Linked DNA regions of Sus scrofa: region 2 is linked to region 1. The links are chromatin contacts, called in public Hi-C maps. All regions are on one chromosome and are shown on one strand. The core of a region is the stretch at or near the end of the contact, and the rest is flanking DNA. Distances in the headings are between cores, read along the strand shown. Region 1 overlaps SESN2 (sestrin-2). Region 2 holds the start of EPB41 (protein 4.1).

Region 1 (7,372 bases), core at 2,940-5,439:
GTAAGCCGAAACAACGGGAAGTGCATTCTGGCTGGGGGGGCGGGGGAGTGTCCTTTGGGAATCTGGTTCCTGCTGGCATCAGGGAAACTCCTCAACAACCACACAATCTTTACTTAGCTGTTGCCTGGCCTCTTTTCAAGAACGGACAATCCTGTGAACCACCTTTTCCCCTCCCCGTCTGTTCTGAGCTATAGCAGAGTCGTGCCTGCAGGGGGCGCTGAGGGTTCATAGCTGACAAAACCTAACTGGAATTCTTAGCCAATTATCCGAAAGCACCCAGCTCATGGGTTTTGGTATATTGTTTATTAAGAGCGTTGAGCTTTTTTTTTGAAACCTGAAGATTTCTGTCCTCAGGATACAATCGACGAACCTGAATTATGAGTATTGCCCAACATCCGTTCTCTCCACAGTGGTCCTGGAGGGTTAGCATTAATTTCAATTCGTTTTCCAGGTAAGGAAACAGATTCTAAGAGCCGAAAAAATTATTTTGGGGTCACATTGCTAAAAACTGGTTGCCTGACTCCTGGGCAGTGCTTTTAGGAGATAGTTGGCTCTGTTTTCAAGAGTCTGTGGTTGTTCTGCCTCCTAATACACAACCCGTGGGGACAATTTCAATGTTGGTTGTATAATTTGACAGCTCAGGACTCGTCAGCCAGAAGGACCTCCTCAGCACCTAGCCAAATGTCTGCTTAATGAGTAATTAAATGAATGATGTGTGAATGAGCCACAGAGGTTGATTCTGTGCCTTGCTTTTATCAAATAAATCAGCTGGAGTTGGGTTTCTTTCCTGAAATTCCCCCAAGGCAGAAATTATATTCTGAGATGGGAGAGGAGGGTGTGGCAAAACAATAAGAGCTCAGAAAATTACATCTGGGCTGAGAAATCGTAGCCCCAGGTCTGGTCAGGGTATAAGATCATTCTATTATAGCAGAGTGACCCCAGAATTTGGGATTAGAAAATTAATTCAGGAAGACTGAATACAGAACACATGATAATCCCATGAGGGTTAAAATCTGTGAGAGGGTCTGAAGCTGAAGAAACCTCAACATCTCAAATCCAATCTAGTGGTAACTTCAGGACTGGAATGTGATTGAGGAATTAAAAAAAGCTTTGGCCAATCAGTGGCCTCAGCATAGCTGATGCAACAGTGGAGAGTATGGCAACAGGAGGTGGATCTTGCCTGAGCCAAAAATACAAGGTGTGGGGGAGGGGAGGAACAAGCCCAGGCCATGTCCCCTAGCCATGTTCTCCTGGGCTGGAAGCTTCACCGCTGGATTTCCAGAGCCCAGGACAGTGCCTGGAACACACCAGATGGTCAATAAATGTTTACTGAATGAAAGAAAGAGGAAAGAAGCTGGAGCCCCAGCCAGCAGGTTTGCTTTGTGGGGAGCTGGTTGAAGTGATTCATCTTCTCACAGGTTCCTTTTGCTCAGATTCCAACTGCCTAGCCACCTTCAGATGATAATTTGGCTTTTCATGGAGGCTGTTTTAGAAAGAGGTATGTACTGGCCCAGTTATAGGCCCAATTATGTTTCTCACTCCCAATTAATATATTAGAGTTCTGCTTTACACATCTGTTTCTTGTGTCTCATGCTTCATACATATCCAGGTCCTTCTCTCATCAGTGGTGGAGTGGAGTTTCTGCTTTGGAGCCATTCCTGTCTGGTTTTGAATCCTTACTCAACACATTACTGATGTTGGCCAGCATATCTCTTAAGCCTCAGCATCCTCATCTGTCAAAGAGGGGCCTAGTGCCTACTTCATGAGGTTGTGGTGAGTTACCTGGGATAACAGGTGTATCCTGGACTTTTGTTGGAGCTTGGTAAAAAGCAGTATCTGTGCCCCTTCCCAGCTTTCCTTCCAAGGAGATTGGGTCACAAAATTTCATCCAATTGAGAATATCATTATCTCTTGCTTTTCACAAATTCACTAATGAAGTGAGGCCTTAGGAATGACTTAGTTGCTTCCTTGAAGACTCTAAAGGGTCATTTCACAGAGGAGAGCAACTCATATTCATTCATTCGAAAGTATTTCCTGAGGACTCACTACATATTAGTGGGGGAGAGAGAAACTGTAAGGCACATTTCCTGCCCTAAAGAGGCTCTCACACAGTCTGGTGCAGTCAAAAGAAGACACTGTATGACTTTGACATGAAATTTTATTTTCCTGAGCTCAAATTTCCTCATTTTGCAAAAGTGGTCAGTAACCTATTCCATTGTTAGTTGGAGAGAAGGAGTAAGACATGCAGACGTGATAACAAGGCTGCATCAAATCTGAAGACCAGAGGTACACAAAGGTAACAACAATGTGTTGAGGTATTGAAGACTGGAAGAGATGCCTTCACTCTGGTCACAATTTACCAATAAAGTTAATGAATGGTGGGTTGGATTTCAGCGGGCAGAGATTTGCAGAGCGAAAGGCTTGAAGACCAAACAAGGATCGTGGAGGTGGCAGGAATAAGGCTGGAAATGTAAACTGAGGCGGATCTTGGCAGATACTGAATGTCAACCAAGGGGTTTAACCTTTATCTGTAGCTGATGAAATGCCAGTAAAGCTGATGTAAACATTGATATTACAAAGGATATTTTTAAAAATAAAAGCTGAATCTGACATAATTAGAGAAGGTGATTTAGAGGGGATTCAATTCAAAGGAAGATTTAGTTTTAACAAGGGCATGTTATTGGCAGGACATTGTGCTCACTGGCATAGGGCAGAAGACAAAGATGTCAAGGTGTGGACCTTGCCCTCAAGGAGCTTATAATCAAAAGGGTCAGATAAGACTTGCACATAGAAAAATACAATCCAAGGTAGACTTGTGATAAGTGTTGTAATAGAACCCCAGCCCAAGTGTCAGTAGAGAGTGAGATTAATTTACCTAACCCGGGAGGCTGGAGGCAGGAGACCAAGTCAGAGGGTCATCTTTGGAACCCTAAACCTAGACTGGGAAAACCCCAGGGGGGACATAGGAGGTCGTCCATTCCACCTTCACTCGGGATAGGTATTCTCTATCCTGAGTAAAAAATGACTTTAATATTGAAACAAAAAGTGGAGCTCTGAGGAAAAATTGTGAAGGAAAAGGTGGTGGGAAGGGGACAAGAGAAGATGAATTAATTAATTTTTGCTTTTTAGGGCCGTACCTGTGACATATGGAGGTTCCCAGGCTAGAGGTTGAATCTGAGCTGCAGCTGTGGGTCTACACCACAGCCACAGCAATGCGGGATCTGAGCTGCGTCTGCAACCTACACCACAGCTCACGGCAACATGGATCCTTAACCCCCAGTGAGTGGGGCAGGATCCAACCCTGTCGATCATTAGTCCTCAGAGATTCATTACTAATCAGGTTCATTACTGCTGAGCCACAACAGGAACTCCTGAAGGCAAATTTAGCTTTGAGGTGCTGAGGTACTGGTAGAAGAGACTCCCAAATGGAGAGTTGAAGGCCAGGAAATGGATGAGATCAGAGAGGGAGAGTGTGTCTGGAGAGAGAAGGGATGAAAACAGAAACTGGGGGAACACCCATGTTCCAGGAGGTAGGAAGAGAAAGAGGAGTCAGAGAAGGAGTGGCCAGAGAGAGGTGAGAAAAAAACCCAGCAGAATACCTTGTCACGAAGTTTTTAGAAGAGGGGTGGCAAGAATGGAAGACCGGGTGGGAAGGCCCCAAGGGAACAGAAGACGGAAACTGCCATAGGGATTGAGGTTCCCAAGGGCATTTCAGTGAATGAAGGCCTTTCCAAAGAGTCCACAAATAAGCTGGATTCCCTGTGTCTGGGACATTTTAAGGCGGAGCGCTCCCGGAGGCCAGAGGAACAGGACTGAGTGCTGTGATCTCCAAAGATCTGGCGTTCAGCTCTGTAATTAGCACTACCTCTCCTAACCCGAACCAGTCCCTCCAGGAACTGAAAAGCTGAAGAACGTAGTTGGGAGGGATTTCACACCCGGCTCTTCGGCCCAGCCCGGTGATGTCCCGTTTCATCACGCAGCTCTAATGACTCTCCGGGCTGTCACTCTCATCTGGTATTGCCAGCAATCTGACTAATCCCTCTTGCAAAAGTTTGCAGCATTCGTCCAGACTGACTACAGCTCCCAGAGTTCCCGGGCGCTTCCCGGTGCCGATTGGATGAGCCGTCAGCTCCCGAGGGAGGTGTCGCCCCCGCCTCCCCGGGAAACAGGCATCTGATTGGCTGCGGCGCGGGGCTTTTGTGTCCCCGCCCTTCCCCGGGGACCGCAGCGGGCAGAGCGGCGCTGCTGGTGTCGGAGCCGGGTGAGCGCTGGCAGTTCCGCGGCGGGGATGCTGAGGAGCGCTGGGTTTGCGAGCAGCCCTGGCCACTGCGGACTTCCGAGGTGATCCGCACGGTGAAAACCCCTACGCCGCGGCCCATCACAGGCTCCAGAGGTCATTTACCCCTCCAGAAGCCAGACGAGCGGGGAGTCCAGCGCAGAGGCGGCGGTTCCCGGATCCTGGGCTTTCGGAGCGTTCTGGAACCCCGAGAGACACCCCGGGGGCTCTAGAACCTCCCCAGCGGCCCCCAGTCCCGGCTTCCTGTGCTCGTCCGTCCGAAACCCCCTCGGGTGCACGGGCGGTCGGCGAGCCGCGGCTGGGTCCTGGCGCACACCATGATCGTTGCGGACTCCGAGTGCCGCGCGGAGCTTAAGGGCTACCTGCCCGGGGCTGGAGAGGTAAGCAGGGGCCAAATGACGCCACCCTTCCCTTGAACCGAAGCTGCGTCCGAGCTTTGGTCTGTCCTGAGCTGAGTCTGTGAACCCCTAGGCTCGAGGACGGAGAGTGGAGCCGGTAACCCGGAGTGGGGTTGCATCAACTGGCAGCCTCGGCCCTCTCCGCCTCCTCCCCCTCCCCCCCGGGCTGTAGAGCCCTCCGAGGCTCGCTCGGACTCCCGGCCAATGAGAGGGGAGCCTTCTCGACGTTATCTTGGATTTGGGCCCTCGTCGAGGGAGTCTTCAAGTCCAGGCAAATCCCGGCGCTGCGGCCCGACCACTCCTCCTCCCCGCCCCCTTTCGCAGATCCCCTCCTCCAGGCTGGGGCTGGCGGGCAGAGGAACTGTTTCTAGGTAGGATACGTGCCCGCTCCAATGCCCCCGCGCGGGGATTGGTGCACTTGAGGCTGGCCAACGAAGGTCGACCTCGTCCCCCTTCTCTACCTGCACCCCCGCCCCCACCTGCACTCTAGATTTGGAATGGGGGCGCGGGCGTTCTGGGGCCTTGGCTGGCTGCCGGGTGCGCCGCGGCCAAAGCTCGAGGGAGAGGGGGAAAACCCTGGCGGAGGCTCCCGAAGCCAAGCGCCGACTTGGCTGCCCCCTACTAAGTGGTCTGACGTCCCAGAAGTTTGTTTCGCGGGGACACTCTTTGCAGTGAGGCTGAGAATGAATACAGCTGGACCAAATCTGACACCCCTCCCCCATTACTACCACCACGGACAATGGACATCTTACTTTTTATGCACCTACTTGATGCCAGGCTCCGGTTTTGCCTTTTCTCTGAGTCCTCAGGACTAAACTAGCAAAATATGAGCTATGCTATAAGCCCTCCTTTACAGGATGAGAAAACTGAGGCCTAGGAGGGGCTATAGAGAGGCTTCCTTCACTAATCCCACAGAGTAGCTCATTCTTTGGCTTGCATGTCTCTCGGATTGCCAAGTGTGCTTGGCATAACACGGAGCTTTGCTTTAGTTTCCAGCCTAGAGCCTGGTGCAAGTGTCTTATTGGGGTTGAGAGTCAGACAAGTGCTAGTCCTAAACTGTGACCCTGGGAAAACCTCTGCCCTTCTCTGAGCAGCATGTTTTTGGGGGGTCCAGGGTTTTCTGTTAGCTTATTATCCTTCCTACCATGGTTTAGGAGCCTCAAGAGGAGAATGGTGCCTGCCACTTCTCAGCTGTATGACTTTGACCAAGTCACCTTACTGTCTGAGTCTGTTTCCTTCTTTGTGAAAAAATAGAGGTAATTTTATTTATTAAGAGCACCTGGGCACTAGAGCAGGTGCGCTCCCGGCTCGTGTCCCAGCCCTCCCACTTATTTGCTGTGTGACCTGACCAAGCAACCATTTCTCTGATCAGCAGCTTCCTCCCATGGGGATTCAGTCATCTCCCAGGGCTTGTTGGGAGAATTAACTGGGAGTATATGCAACGGCCGATGAACAGTACCTGGAGCATAGAAACCACGTCATGCATCACACATGCTAGCTGTTGTTAGAATGTGGCCACAGTACACATTTCCCTTCCCCAGAGTATTTCACATGGGGGTGTCTCAGCCCATCCTTCCTGCCTGAGGTGAGAGGTGGCCCATCCCTCTTTGGGACAGTGTCGGGGAAGTGATCAGGGGAGAAGAGAGCACCCAGATGCTGTGAGCAGGCTCTGAGGGCGTGGCCTTTAGGTGGAAGCCAGCTGTCAACAGCAGGAGGGAATGGGGGAAGCTGGCAATGTCTGAACTCTTTCTACATATTCTTCTTGCTCAAGAAAAGAGAACCTAGGGAAGAAGATGTCTGCTTTAAGCATAATCTTTAGATGACAACAGGGTGCTGAACTTACAGAGCCAGGTACCCAAAACCCAAGGGAAGTCAGGCAAGTATGTGCAAGGAAGGTGCAGGCCCCTCAACTCCATCACTTCACCACACGCTCTTTCACCAGGTCAAGGCCTTTAGACGCTTCACTCCAGTACTGGTAGTACGTTCTCAAAGCCCTAATGGGCTCTAGAATCACTTCCTCAAACATCACTGCCTCAGAGAAGTCTTTCCTCTCCCACCAGATAAGTCTCTCTGCATACCTGCTTCCTGTCCCCCTTCTTCACTGTAGGAGCTGTTATCCCAATTATAGTGTAACAGTTGTGTAATCAGGCCTTTCTTCTCTGTCCCCCGTGCTAGATAAGAAACACTCTGTAGGTCCCATCCCTAGCACTGTTCTTAGCATCTAATAAGTGCTTGTAACTCTTTGTGCCTTGTTAGCTTAGCTGACCCTTGTGAACTGTGCAGGCTTTGAAGTCAGATCTGAGCTCTGCCTGTCTGGAACAGGACTCTGCAAGAGCCTCAAGGAGCTGTCTCTGAAGTAGGGATAAGAAGACCCATTTTCCTCCAGGTGGTTGTGAGACATCTTGATTGGCCAGATCAAGTGTGAAGCACTTAGCCTAGTGCCTAGCCCATGGTGGGCATACGTGTGTATGGCTGGAGGTCCGAAGCTGCGTGGGTTCTGTGTCTCTTTCAGGTGTAAACCCAGGCAAGTATCTGAGTTCAGCAGCCCATGGGGAGGGGAGTTTCTGCCCTTTATCAGACTGCAGAGTGACTTCAAAGGTGTCCATAGCTCAGTCCTGGGGGTTGTAGTCTCCAGATCCTCCGATCCCTAGAGTAAAGCCTGAGGCTACTCCAAGAG
Region 2 (6,574 bases), core at 2,505-5,004, 520 kb after region 1:
TTCGGGCCCTGCCCTTGCTCAGTGGGTTAACGATCCGGCGTTGCCATGAGCTGTGGTGTAGGTTGCAGACGCGGCTCGGATCCAACGTTGCTGTGGCTCTGGCGTAGGCCGGTGGCTACAGCTCCGATTAGACCCCTAGCCTGGGAACCTCCATATGCCGCGGGAGCGGCCCAAGAAATAGCAACAACAACAAAAAAGACAAAAAAAAAAAAAAAAAAAAATTAAAAGTCTAGCTGGAAGGTCACCTTCTAAAGGCCATCTTCCCTAATCCCTCAGATGCGATCCTTTTCTCTCTCTGGTCTCTGGGTATTCAGTTGCTTTAGGCCCTTCATTGTAGGAGGCTGTGAATCACAACAGAAACGTCCATTATGTATGGAGAACAGCTTGCAGTGTACAAAGGGCTTTCCCATCTAATATCCCGGAGTCATGATGTCCTGGAGAGGCAGGCAGGAGGGGCGCCTCATTGGACTGATGAGGAGAGAGCCTAGGAGAGAAATATGACTGGCCAGGTCATACGTTTGCCCAAGTAGAGTCAGGATTCAAAGCTGCAACAGATTCCAGCCATACGCCCCATCTCAGGCCTGAGCTTCCCACTTGCCTGGTCTTATGACAGCCTTCTCCTCCTAGACTTAGCAGGGGACTGGTCAGATGCTCCCTGTATTAGCTCTGCCCCCTCCCCCCAACCCCCTAGCCTGTCTCCTGGCCTCTTTATCACTCAAAACCCAATCACCCCATCAGCTGAGGGCAGTGCCCAGGCTCTGGCAGGATAAGGACTTGGCTGGAGGCCCATGCAACTCAGAGGAGGAGAGGGAGGCACAAACAGGTTGGTTTCCCTGCCCCCTCCCCCAGCTTATCAGTCCCCCACAGGCCCCAGGCAAACTGGGCGCTCAACCTAGGGAAAAAGACTACCCTCTGCCTGTAACCTTCATGCCTTCTATTACTTTTGAGCTGTGTGACCCTGGGCTGTCACTTCTGCTCTTAGGCACCCTTCAGAACATGTTAAGGATCCCATAGGATCAAATGAGAGAATGCAGGTAATAACAGTGATGCCTCTGGAGGCCTCCCAAAGCGAATATCTCAGGGAACGAATGACTCCCTGAGTCTGGGGTGGGAGGTGGAGACTTCACAGGCAAGGCAGTAGGGCAGGGGGCCTCCAGGCAGTGAGAGCAACTGCACCCCAGCACCCACCTCCCGCCCCCCAACCCAGTGACTTTTACCCACACAAGCGTACAAGTCACCTCAACAAGAAGCCCAAGCTGTCTCGGCAGACACGGCCCTGGGCAGGGCCTGGGGGAGGTGGGGGAGAGGGAGGCAGGGAGGCGGGAAGGCGGGGTGGAAACCTGTTTATATGGCAGAGGGAGCCAAACACATTGAGAGTCACGCCCTCTGTACAAACTCACCAACGAGGGCACCCTGTCACACCCATAGATTCCCCCCTCCCCCCAAATACACAGAAAAGAGACACACGCACAAGATCAAGATCATAAGCACATTCCCACAGGTACGTCCCACGCACGACCTCAAAAACACAGAACCCTTCCTGGCCACCCCCACCACACACACATTCCCAGGCACACACACTTATCAGGTCGGGGCAGGCGTTGTCGCTGCTGAGTCACCCACAGGCTGCTCTTGCCTAACAGGGGAGGAGCCAAGTGCCCGCCCTGATCAACGAGGCGGGGCGGACCGGCTTGCGGGGCTCCTTAGAACAGCCCAGTCTGGCCGCTGCGGGATGCTCCTGGCCCCGCCTCTTCGATTGAGGACGAGAGTCCGAAGAGGAGGCATGGGGGTGGGGGAGGGAAACCCCTTTTGCTGAGGCTAAATTAAGGCATTCACAGCCAGCTCTCTCTTGGGTGCACGAATACATGTGGGAGCAATTAAAAAATAATGCTCGCTCCATTACTGGGTATTTGCATATGTATTTTCACATACTCATTTAATTTTCGAAACAGCTCCACATGAAGTTAGGGCTATGATTAATTCAGAGGGAAAGTGATTTGCCCAGAGGTACAAAGCTGATAAGATGAAGAGCTTGGACTCAGTTGCCTCCAAATCCCAAACGCTAACCACTGGGCAATACCATCTGGTGGGCAGGTGAGCGTGTGGACAAGTGAAAGGTGTGCTAATAGTCTTTGGGAACCTGGGTGTGACATTTTTCCCTATGGATTCCACTGGGCTAGGGATTGAAAGGGTCTCGAGTGTTTAGATTTCCATCAAAGGAATTAAAGTTTCTCTGGGGCATTAGAGTCTGCCCATCTTTGTTGGAATGCCACCCCCAGATCTAGGGACCGAGTCAGCTCCTCCTCTGCTAGATTGTGAGCCTCTTGAAGGCAGAGATCAGGGCCCTGAAACTGTCAACAAGACTCAGAGGAGGCTTCAGTGAATTTGGGGGGCAAAACATGAATTTATGACCTTGATATAACATTAACATCAATAATCATAATAAATGCTAACACTTTTTGGATGCTCACCCTGAGACTGGCACTGTTCTTAGTATTTTACCTGGATTATTTCATTTAATGACAGGCAGCTTGTAAGTGCCAATGCTGGGGACTGAGACCCAGGCAGTCTGATTTCAGAGCCCATCTAATTGGAAGACCACTGAAGTCATAGGAAGTCATTTGTCCTTAGTAGGCTTCAGTTTGCCCCATCTGTCCCCAAAGGGATTAGCTCTCCATGGCTCTCCAACCTGAAAAATTCTATGATTCTATGATTCTGTGATTCCTCAAAGTGGAAAGGGGATTAGGTATGTTCTCTGTGGGTAGAACTCTTAAAGGGCAGATTTGGCCATAAACTTTGAATGAGCTTTTGAAGTTTCAGGACGTTTTTAAAATGAAGGAGGCCTGCCTGGAAGATGGTGAGCTTCCTGTCATTGGAGGTATGTGAGCACAGGTCTGGAATAAGGTAGAGAGGGGAGGGGACATGGACCAGTAACCACACAAGCCCCTTTTAGCACTGATCAGATGGGATCAGGAGGGGGAAAATCTTTGAGAAGAGTGGCAAGGAGTTGCCCTCATGGCTCAGGGGTAAAGAATCTGCCTAGTAACCATGAGGATGCAGGTTCTGTCCCTGAACTCCTTCAGTGGGTTAAAGATCCACTGAGCTGAGCTGTAGCATAGGTCCCAGACGCAGCTGAGATCTGGCATTGCTGTTGGTAGGCCAGGAGCTACAGCTCCGACTGGACCCCTAGCTGGGAACCTCCATACGCTGCGTGTGAGGCCCTGAAAAAAAAAAAAAAAAAAAAAAAAAGAGTGGCAAGATGGGAATAAGGGGAATGAAAGCCCACATTTACTGAATGCCACCCACTGTGTGCCAGACCTGTGTTTGGCATTTAACATATACTGCTAATTCTCAGGAAGACATTCTAAGATTCATAGTTGAGGAAAGATTCAGAGACGTGACTCACTCAAGGTCACACAGGTGGGACAGGTCATCCAGGTGTCCTCGCCAGGGTTGCTTCCCTAGGTCCCCTATGACCAAATCCCTGTCTCCCTTCCAGCCCTTAGGGGTAGCACCACGTGGAAAATTGCATCATACTTTAGGCGTATGACGTCAGAATCCACACCAGCCAATCTAGGAACTCCCTCCCCAACCCTCCCCAGACCCAACGGGTGAGCCCTCGACCGCCCACAGCTGGCCGTACCATCAGGCCGCACCTGCAGGCCCCGCCCCTTCCCGGTTGCGACATTCACTCTGTCCTGCCCCGTTCGCCCCGCCGCCCCACCGAATGGCAGTTGTCTGCGCCTATCAGAAGGCGCCCCGGGTCGGGGGCGGGGCTTCAAGCCAGAGTTGCCCTGTCAGTGCAGGTGGAGGCCCCCGGCGGGGCAAAGTGGCAGGAACCTCTTAAAGGGCGAGAGCGGCGGAGGGCGAGAACGCGGTCCGGCCCGGCCCGGCCAGGTCTCCGCCCGGTCCGGCCCAGGTGAGCCTGGACCGCCTGGGGGGCGACCCCGGGCCCCCGGGAGGGACGGGGTGACAAACAGATGGACCTGTGCCCAAGGGCCCAGGCCGTCCCACGGGAGGGGACATATCTGGTTCTAAGGGTCGGGGTCGGGGGCTCTAGGAGTCCCGAGTTCCAAGTTCCGAACTGGAGGTCCATAGGGGCCTGGGCGTCTCGAAGTTCAGGGTGCAGGGAGGGCAGGGGCGACAGGAAGGGGGTCCTAGAGCTCGCGTCCGAAGCTGGACGCTTGGCGTTGGCGGTCCCAGCGGGTCCCGGGTCTGTCTGCGGCGGGGGTCCTGGGTTGGGTGCCAGCCGGCGGGTCTCTGCGGAGTGCTGCAGCACAAGCGCTCCCCCCACAACCCCGCCCTGTCAGGCCCCGCGTGCTCCTGCCGGGCAGGCTGCAGCGCCCGCGGAGCAGGCGGGCGGGCTGGCGGCGCACAGCGGGAAGGGGCACCCGGCTCCGGGGCCCCTGGATTGCTCTGGCTCTTACGTAACTGACTTTGAGTTTCCGGACTCAGGGACCCGAGAGCTGGGGCGCCGGCTCTGCCCGCCAGGGTGGCTCTCCGGTCGCCGCCCCGGCCGCACATGCTCTCTTCCAGGCGTGGTCTAGGGGACTTCTCTCTCTGCGTCTCTGATCTGCCGGACTCTGTCGGGCTCTGGTTCCGGCTTCTGATTCTCATCCCCCGGGTCCTTGTGACTCATCTCCTCTCTGCATGACCCAGTCTTTCCCTGCCCCTGTCCTCTGGCTTTCTCGAAGAGTTTTCTGCCCTCACCTACACTTTCCAGCACACCCCACCTCTCTGGGGTAGCATAGGACTTCTCCAGCAAACTGGAGGCGGGAATTTGTCCAGACCGACCTCAGCCCAGCCCCGGAAGGACTGGGGGTGGGGGGGACTATCACGAAGGGTTGGAGGAGGTTACTCCCAGTGCGCAGCTTCTCCTGGTTGAATGTGACCCCTCAAGTTCCCGGATTAGGGAGGAAGGCAGCCCCTTCTCTGCTTCTGGAGCCCTTTTCTCCAGGAGGAGGCTTGGGGAGAGCCTTACCTAGGCTGGGACTTGGGAGTCCCTGTCTGGTGTCAGGGGCAGGGCAGCGGCTCAGATACTGAAGGGAAGAGAGGGGGGCCAGGAGAGAGGCCATAGCTCTGGCGCAGAGTCCCTGAAGTTGTGGCATGTCCCCAACCTTCATCCCAGTTACAGGCCTGGGGACCAGTCTTGACTGGAGGCTGGAGATGGGGAGGGTATCAACAGGAGGAGACCAGAGGACTTTTGCATGGGGGGAGGGGGAGGCTGGAGATAGACTCTCAGGTCTAAGGAGCACATACTGGAGTCACTTCCTGCCTTTCGGGCCCTTCGGAGTGTCAGAGAGACAGACACCCCTGAAATAACTCCTGTACCCTTCTGCTGTCAGGTGCATGTAAACAAAATGTTGTAGCAGCCAGGAGGTGGGAACTGTTAATTCTGACTAGGACTGTGGGAGGAGGGACTTTGCAGAGGGGCTGGAAGGTTTGGGAAGAAGGGGATCCAGAAGCTGTAGGGAGCAGAGAGGAGGAATAGAGGGGACCTCTGGTACTCTGTAGGCTTGGCATGCAGCAGAACTGGGTTTGAATCCTGGCCCTGCTACTTCCTTGCTGTGTGAGCTTGCATGAGTCACTTCACCTCTCTGAGCTCCAGGTGCCTCCTTGGTCAATAATCCAGGCATTAGCAGAATCAGATGAGGCAATGAGTGTGTGGTGTTCTAGGGTGGGGGTGTTTTCAGAAAGAAATGGAGTGGGGAAGCCCTGAGGTTTCCTCTGTGTATATAGGAGAGTCAGGCAGGGCCTGCCAGGTCCTAGCAGTGGGATGTGGGTGGAGTGCCTGGGTGTGTGGTGGCACCTGTCTGTCTCTCGATCAGCCCATCTCTGAACTGCCTAGGCCAGGCTGGCCTCCCTTCTGAAGGCCCCAGGTGCCAATAGAAGCTCCCAGGCTGCCCCACTCCCTAGGCCAATGGGGGTGGGGCCTCTGGCAGGGCAAGGCCAGCACCCCCTCTGCAGAGTGGACCCTGGCTGGGAGCCCGGCTGGCTGTGCTGAGCAGAAACATCCCAGCCTGGCTGGGAAGATGCTGACGCTGTACAGGCCTCTGGAGGCCTAGAGCTCTGCTGGCTGGAGTTGGGTGCAGCTGGTAGGATCTGAGACAGAGGCTGGCAGGGGTGAGAGCAAAGAAGGGAGATGCAAGGAGAGATCCCCTGGAGGGGGAGCCTGAATAGAGCTGCGGAACCAGAGGGATTACATGGGGGTTATTCCCTAAGCATTTCCTGAGCACCTACTGTGTGCTATACACAGGTTCGCTAGGCAAAGAGCTGAATGGGATACCCACAAAGCGTTCATCATATAGGTCATGGTGGCCTGAGATTTGTTGGGGGACTTTATAATAGTCCCCTGGGGGATGGGGGATACAGAATCTCCCAAGCTTAAGATTATGATGTTTATTAAAAGGGGCAGGGAGTTCCCGTCCTGCCTCAGTGGTTAACGAATCTGACTAGGAACCATGAGGTTGCAGGTTCGATCCCTGGTCTTGCTCAGTGGGCTAAGGATCCGGCGTTGCTGTGAGCTGTGGTGTAGGTTGCAGATTTGGCTTGGATCCTGTATTGCTGTGGCTCT

What was found. Hi-C and Micro-C count contacts between places; a contact is called where the count stands out from the background.
Region 2: a contact with region 1 is called in a Hi-C map of heart right ventricle, with 2.5 times the contacts expected there. The contact joins the promoter of EPB41 here to the enhancer-like site in region 1. A contact is called at or near these places in 4 of 47 Hi-C or Micro-C datasets (heart right ventricle, omental adipose tissue, retroperitoneal adipose tissue and 1 more).

Annotation. Positions count from the first base shown.
Region 1 is chr6:85,323,037-85,330,408 of Sscrofa11.1, forward strand. It overlaps SESN2 (sestrin-2), which reads left to right. Exons shown (of 12, transcript XM_021095666.1): 2 at 1,419-1,498; 3 at 1,610-4,677. The coding sequence starts at 4,615. Among named protein-coding and RNA genes, the nearest start is that of SESN2, 4.7 kb to the left of the region's middle. Within about 2 kb of position 4,190, at least 69 of the 83 cell types and tissues checked have an H3K27ac peak or open chromatin away from gene starts, as enhancers often do. A contact at or near this core is called in omental adipose tissue, retroperitoneal adipose tissue and subcutaneous adipose tissue, where this site is marked.
Region 2 is chr6:85,838,784-85,845,357 of Sscrofa11.1, forward strand. EPB41 (protein 4.1) reads left to right here and starts at 3,755. Exons shown (of 17, transcript XM_021095721.1): 1 at 3,755-3,919. It overlaps LOC106510640 (a long non-coding RNA gene), which reads right to left and starts at 3,072. Exons shown (of 3, transcript XR_001309282.2): 1 at 1,580-3,072; 2 at 246-341.